Regions from separate parts of the Sus scrofa genome. Here region 2 is linked to region 1. Evidence: chromatin contacts called from public Hi-C data. All regions are on one chromosome and are shown on one strand. Each heading gives the region's core, a stretch centred on a gene start, on an enhancer-like site or on the middle of the called end of the contact. The rest is flanking DNA. Distances are from core to core; before and after follow the strand shown.

Region 1 (3,478 bases), core at 473-2,972:
GAGGTTGGCCATCCTGCCCCTGGTACCTGTAAATGTGGCCTTGCTTGGAAATGGTCTTTGCAGATGGTACAGTTAGGATGAAGTCATTAGGGTGAGTCCTGAGCCAGCACATATGACGTCCTTATAAAAATGGGGACATCTGCAGTTCCCATTTGCCACTTACAGAGTTAAGAACCTGACTCGTCTCCATGACGATGCGGGTTCGACCCCTGGCCTCACTTAGTGGGTTAGGGATCCGGTGTTGCTGTGAGCTGTGGTGTAGGCTGGCAGCTGCAGCTCCGATTCAACCCTTAGCCCGGGAACTTCCATGTGCCTAAGGTATAGCCATAAAATAAATAAATAGATACATACATAATAAAGATAAAATGGGGACATCTGGACACAGACACACACAGAGGGATGATGCGTGAAGACAGCCAAGAGATGATGGAGGCAGAGAGCGACGGGCCGGCTGCAGACACGAACAAAAGAACACCAAGGATTGTGGGGTCCCCGAAGCTAGGAAGAGCCAAGGAAGGACCCTCCTCCGAGTCTGACCCTCCCTCCTGACACCTTGATTTTGGACTTCTGGCCTCCAGAACAGTTAGACAATACATTTCTGTTGTTTGCCGCTGCCCAGTTTGCACCATCTGTTGTGGCAGCCTACGGTCGCCTTAGCAAACAATACAGACGGACTGTACCACGCGTCTCTATTTACTGATCATCTATCACAGTGGCTGACAAAACTTTCCTAAAAAGGGACAGATGAGGAAATATTCTAGGCTCTGTGGGCCATAACGTCTCTGTCCCAACAACCCGACTCTGCCGCTGTAGCATAAAAAGGCTCATACCAATGCTCTATGATACCAACGTGTCTATGCAGTCTAAACTACGACACGAATGACCTGATCTGCAAAACAAACTCACAGACATAGAGAACAGACTTGTGGTTGCCAAGGGGAAGGGGGCAGGGGAGGGAGCGACTGGGAGTCTGGCATGAGCAGGTGCAAATTATTACGTATAGAAAAGATAAATGGCGAGGTCTTGGCGTATATAACACAGGGAACTATATTCAATATATTATACTTAAAAAACCACAGTGGAAAAGAAAATGAAAAAGAATGTGTGTGTGTGTGTATATACATAACACACACACATCTACACCTACATACACATAGAGAGAGAGAGATCTGTATTGCTTTGCTACATACCAGAAATATAACATTGTAAATCAACTACATTTCAAGAAAAAATAAATGAAGTTTTAGAAAATGAGGACAAAACGGGGTAACAGACAGGGTATAAATGAGTCAATCTGTCTGTGTTCCAGTATAAGTTAATTTCATAGACACTGAACTTTGAATTACATTTAATTTTTATGTGTCCTGAACTAGTCTTCTTTTGTTTTTTTCCAGCTATTTAAAAATGTAAAAACTACTCTTGGCTTGGAGGTCACACCCAGACAGACAGCAGCCAGGTCTGGCCTGCAAGCTACAGTCTGTCTGCCTCAGGGTACAGATCCAGGAATCAGAAACACCTGGCTCGAGTCCTGATGCCCCTGATTATCATTCTTGTAACCTTGATTAAGTCACTGAATTCCATCCTCGAAGAGCGTAATAGCCTTTCCCTTAGCTACCTGGAAGGCTGTGAGGATGAGATGAAAGTCACATACTTTAGAATGCGTGGCATGCAGCGAACAGAACGGCTGCTTTGAATGACCGAGCTCTGTCTGACGCTCCAGGAGTAGTAGTAACACCAAGGCCAGGGTGCTGATCCGTGGCTCTGGGTCATGGAGCCTGGGCAGAGGGGCAACGAAGACATAAGCCCACAAGCCCCTCACTCACTCAGGTCTCGGATGGAGCAGGAAGAGGACAGGAAGATGCCTACCGCACACAAAGCCATGGGCAGGCGAAGGACGTTCTGGGGAGTAAAGAGCAACTCCAAGCCAAAGGTTCATTGTCTTTGGCCTCATCTGACCTGGGGCTACTGCCAAACCAAGAATTTCTTTGAGGGAATGTTCTAGACCAGGACAGGCCTGCTGCCGAGAGGCTGTACTGTAACTCAGTTCCCTGGATCATCATTCTAAACAAACATTCATCATCCACTAAAGCTCCTCTGGCCACCCTGAGCCCGTGTCTATGGTGCCAACAGTGGACAAAGCCAGAAATATTACCCTGCACGCAGAAGAGTCTTCACACTTCGCCACTGTTAAGGAACTGGAACCCTGCCACCAAGCTCTCTGGGGGCGAGCCTAGAGTTGACAGCTCCAGATTTTCAGGTCTGGCACAAGATGAAGCCCAAGAAAGCACCAAAGAATAAAGCAAATCGTTCCCAGGAGGAAACACCATTTTGCTCACGTGGCACAGGGCTGCAGACCTCGCCGGGGGAGCTGAGCTGAGCTGAGCAGACCCTTCCCAATCAGCAGTACGACTGCCATGGCCAGGAGTCCTTAGAAAAGTAGAGATTTTTCCTCCAAGTAAATATTCAGCTTCTCCTTCTTCCCTGAGACCCCGCATCTCCCTGCTACACACAGAAGTGTTGTCACTAAACCTATCTCAGGGTCCGACCCCTCGTGCCCATGTTTGCAGTGAGCAGGAGAGGAGTGACATCTCCTGCCCGCTCCCGGCTGCCACCAGTATCGAGAGCCTCGGCCTCCTCGTTGCCTTCCATCCCCACCTCCCCCGGCACATCATCGCCGCCTGCCTTGCAAAGAACAGAGAGGGAACCATGGTGATTGAGCATCTCTTAGCCACTGGAGGCCCTTCTTCTCAAAGAGGCTCACCAGGGTTCCTGCTGTGGCTCGGCGGTTTCAAACCCGACTAGTACCCATGAGGATGCAGGTTCCATCCCTGGCCTCGTTCAGTGGGTTAAGGATCCGGCGTTGCCGTGAGCTGGGGTGCAGGTCACAGACGTGGCTTGAATCCCAAGTTGCTGTGGCTGTGGAGTAGGCCAGAGGCTACAGCTCCAAGTGGACCCCTAGCCTGGGAACCTCCATATGCCATGGGTGCAGCCCTAAAAAGACAAGTAAATAAATAAGTAAAAGAGGCTCACAGAAAAGCCTGGCTGGGCCAAAGGCGTTCCTCTTGGGAGGAGGGTAGCTTAATGAAAGGGGCATGGGCTCAAATCTCAGCCCTGCCTCTGTTATGTGGCCACTCACTGTAATTCTGGTACAACGGTTTTCACCCAGATAACATATAATACAGTCATTGCCTCCCCTAAGAGATGGAAAGTTAAACACATCATTTCAAAATTGCTTCAGCAATATAGTATTCTCTTTAAGCCAAAGGAACGTTAAATAATTGTCATCAACCCATCTCTTCGTGACCCTGAATTGTTGGCTATTATATCCTGTACATATTATAATCATATGCCCTCTGTTTGAAAGATCATTGCAAAATAGAACCCCGGATTATTTATCATCGTAAGACCCCAAGTTGCTGATATAAAAGGAATATTTTGATGATAAATCCCTAGACAAATGAATGGAGCAGAACCTCTG
Region 2 (3,478 bases), core at 396-2,895, 370 kb before region 1:
GCAGATCAGTGAATTTCGAGGCCCTCTCTACCGAAGATCAGCCAGAGATCCCAACGGCACGTCTCTGCCGCGGGTGCTCAGTTCCGGTGGGAAGACAGGTTTCCACTCAGCAAACGCACTGGAGCCACGTTCTATGTAAGACAAGCCCGTCGGACAGAGCGGGGCACGAAGCGCCGGCCACCTGCAGGGCCTCCTGGGTTTCCTGCGGAGTCACACATCCACCCTCTCCCTGAGGACTGATCTTCAACTCTTCTCACCCCTGAACTGAGGGAGAAAGCTGGTCGTGGAGTTGGTGCGTGCACTTTGGCCACTGGGACGGGATCCCTAGTCACGCCGTCTCTCTAGGGCAAACCTTCCTTCGCATCTCTTGCCTTCCAGACTTGCAAAAGAGAAAGCAGGGTATGTTGGAACTTTTTTTTGACACACTAAAAAAACCTATTTAATTGTCTTGGCTGTGCCCACGGCTTACAGAAGTTCCAGGCCCAAGGACAGAACCTGCGCCATAGCAGTGACTTGAGCCACAGCAGCAACAATGCTGGATCCTTAACTGGCTGAGCCACGAGGGAACTCCTAAGCTTTGTTTATTGTTTATTTATTTATTTATGTTTTTATTTTTTCTTTTTAGGGCTGCACTTGCTGCATAGGGAGGTCCCCAGGCTAGGGGCTGAATCAGAGTGGCAGCTGCCAGCCTACGCCTCAGCCACTGCAATTCGGGATCCTAGCTGCATCTGCGATCTACACCACAGCTCAAGGCAACACCAGATCCTTAACCCACTGAGTAAGGCCAGGGATCGAACCCAAGTCCTCATGATATATGTGTGTGTGTGTATGTATTTTATGTATGTAATATATATATGGATGTAATTTTACCATAAGTCACACTTTAAAAATATCCATAAAATAAGTCCACAGCAGAACAGCCAATCACGTTCTATGCTCACCCTCACACGAGTCAAATGCTGAAATCAAAGAATCACAGGCCCAGAGTCCCAGAAAGCCTGCTGCAGCCAAGGAACCCAGGGTGCGAGTGTCTGGCCGTGTCCAGGGGACAGGAAGACACGGACCGAGTCAGAGTCCTTGCAGCTGTCTTCTCAGCACCGCCGAGTCCCTCTGCTGTTGTTTGTGTTGAGAGACAAGACAGCTGGGATAAAACTGGCATTGAAAACCCGTGTGTGTGTCAGCTCGTTCCTTCTCTTTTTAAGGGACACGCTAGGAAGGTGACACTGAGGGACCAGGGGATGCCCTGGGCCACCTGGCCCTCCTCCTCGCGGAGCTCCCGCCCTGGTGGGGAGGCAGCCTCTGGGCCTCCTGCCTCTCCCGCCCCAGTTCTCAGGATGGAGGGATGGGGGAGTGGGGACCAGGGGACGGAGAGGGAAGGAAAGAGCGGGAGAAGGCGGGAGCCGAAAATTCAGACACCAAGGCCCCCAGAGGCGGAGGAGGGCGGGCGGGCCAGGAGGAGAGCCCGGGAGGGTGGCAGAGAGCTAGAGGGCCGGCTACTCCGCCCCAGGCCTCCTCGATCGATGGGGGGAGCCCGGGCCTGCAGACCCGCGGCTGGAGCTTCCGATCTTCCTCGGGAGCAGGCTGGGCTCCAACTCTCACGTGACTCGCTCTGCTTTCTAAATGTTGGTAAAGCATGCGTTCCCCCGGGGGTTCACGGGTGAAGAGCAGCACACAGTGTCCATCGGGTGTGCGCTGGACCCCGGGCCGCACCCCGCGGGTTGGGCCGGGGAAGTTGCCGGCTAAGTTTAAGCCGCCGCGCGGGTCGCAGACGCAGCTCGGATCCCGCGAGGCTGAGGGGCAGGCCGGCAGCTGCAGCTCCGAGTCCCCCCCAGCCTGGCACCGTCCACAGGCTGCATGTATATGGTTTTTGGTCCGGAACCGAACCCTCAATAGCTCTGAGGTTTGCCGGCCCTTATCCGAATATCGACTTTTTTGTTTCGTTTTGTTTTATGAATGTTACGGGCGTCTAGGCGACCCCCGATGCTGCGTTAGTTTCGGGGCTGCAGAGAAGTGAGTCGGCTGCCTGCAGGTGCACCTACAGCGCCCTCTTTCAGAGGCGTCCCCGTCAGGCCCTCTCAGAGCTCCGAGCAGATGGCCACGACCTCGGCCGGAGGTCCTTGCGACCCAGCGATTTGGGATCCAGAAAACCTGGTTTTGCCGGGCGGGTTACTTGACCTCTCCGGGCCTCCACTGTCCCGTCCATGAAGCAGGGCGTCCCGGGGACCTTGCCCAGTCGTGGAGACGGTGAGATGGGCCTCTGTGTGGACCTGCCTGGCGCGTAGGTGTTGGAATCCCAAGAAGACCACTTGCCGGCCTGAGGAATCGAATGGTTACACTCCAGGAAGCCGCTTAGCAAACGCTGGAGGAATTCTGACTCCTCGCAATCTCTAGGAATACACAGACCTGCTCTTCAGGGAAAATACACAGCAACACACACACAAAGGCACATCGCAGGCCATCTACATTCCGGTTCAGGTGGTCACAGGTCCCCTGAGCTCCAGGGCAGGCTTCCTCGTTTCTGCCCGGAAGCATCAGAAGAGGGAACGTGCCGTCCGGGATCTTTGGTCCCTGGCGTCTGTGAGGACAGAGTCAGACCCAGACGCTCGCTGTGGGATGGTCGCCCCGCCAGCTGACTCTTCTCTGCCCATGGAAGAGGAACTGTCCACACCGCCTGCCAGCTCAAGGACCCGCTTCTGATCCAAATGTTTTCAAGGAGCCGGCAGATGCCTGGGCTGTGGAGACGGGGAGGGATGGGCAGGCAAACTGCATTTGTCACCGACCAGAAGGAGATGGTGTCAGGAGGGCACCCCTACGGGACTCGTGAGTGACGGGCTGGTGGGGAGCGGTGCGGGGCCCAGGGGCGGGCACCCCCAGATATGCAGAAACATCTCTCAGGAACAAAGTAGGAACCCCAGGCGGTAATGGAGACCAGGCCCCCTCTGAAGGCAATGGCTCTGAGTGTGCTGACGGAGCACTTCCGGGTAACAGGAGGCGTCACTGCCACACCATCCACTCACCTGACCTCTGACTCTAAACTTGGCAAAGTCATCTTTGGATGAACGGGGGGTTTGGGACTGGCCTAGGCACACTGAGGTGTACAGAATGGCTGGCCAGGGGGACCTGCTGTATAGCACAGGGAATCTACCCAGTATTCTGTGATTATCTATGTGAGAAAAGAATCTGACAGGGAGTTCCCACTGTGGTTCAGGGGTTAAGAACCTGCCTAGGATCCATGAAGATACGGGTTCAATCCCTGGCCTTGGGTAGTGGGTTAAGGTTCCGGTGTTGCCGAGGCTGTGGCGTAGGCCGGCAGCTGCAGCTCAGATTGGCTCCCTGGCCTGGGAACTTCCATACGCTGCACGTGTGGCCCTAAAAGGAGAAAAAAAAAAAAAAAAAAAGAATACGGCGAGAATGGATGTGTGTACATGTGTAACTGAATCCCATTGCTGTGCAGCAGAAATGACCACAACATTATAAA

What was found. A called contact is a pair of places that touch in the nucleus more often than the background predicts.
Region 2: a contact with region 1 is called in a Hi-C map of adipose tissue, with 6 times the contacts expected there. The contact joins two enhancer-like sites. A contact is called at or near these places in 1 of 5 promoter capture datasets (liver), 22 of 47 Hi-C or Micro-C datasets (adipose tissue, alveolar macrophages, blood and 12 more) and 2 of 2 datasets of contacts at active chromatin or transcription factors (alveolar macrophages and skeletal muscle).

Annotation. Positions count from the first base shown.
Region 1 is chr8:136,241,410-136,244,887 of Sscrofa11.1, reverse strand. It overlaps a transcript of RASGEF1B not described here. Among named protein-coding and RNA genes, the nearest start is that of RASGEF1B, 310 kb to the left of the region's middle. Within about 2 kb of position 1,722, at least 3 of the 83 cell types and tissues checked have an H3K27ac peak or open chromatin away from gene starts, as enhancers often do. A contact at or near this core is called in adipose tissue, where this site is marked.
Region 2 is chr8:136,615,873-136,619,350 of Sscrofa11.1, reverse strand. No RefSeq gene overlaps it. Among named protein-coding and RNA genes, the nearest start is that of RASGEF1B, 61 kb to the right of the region's middle. Within about 2 kb of position 1,645, at least 12 of the 83 cell types and tissues checked have an H3K27ac peak or open chromatin away from gene starts, as enhancers often do. A contact at or near this core is called in adipose tissue, where this site is marked.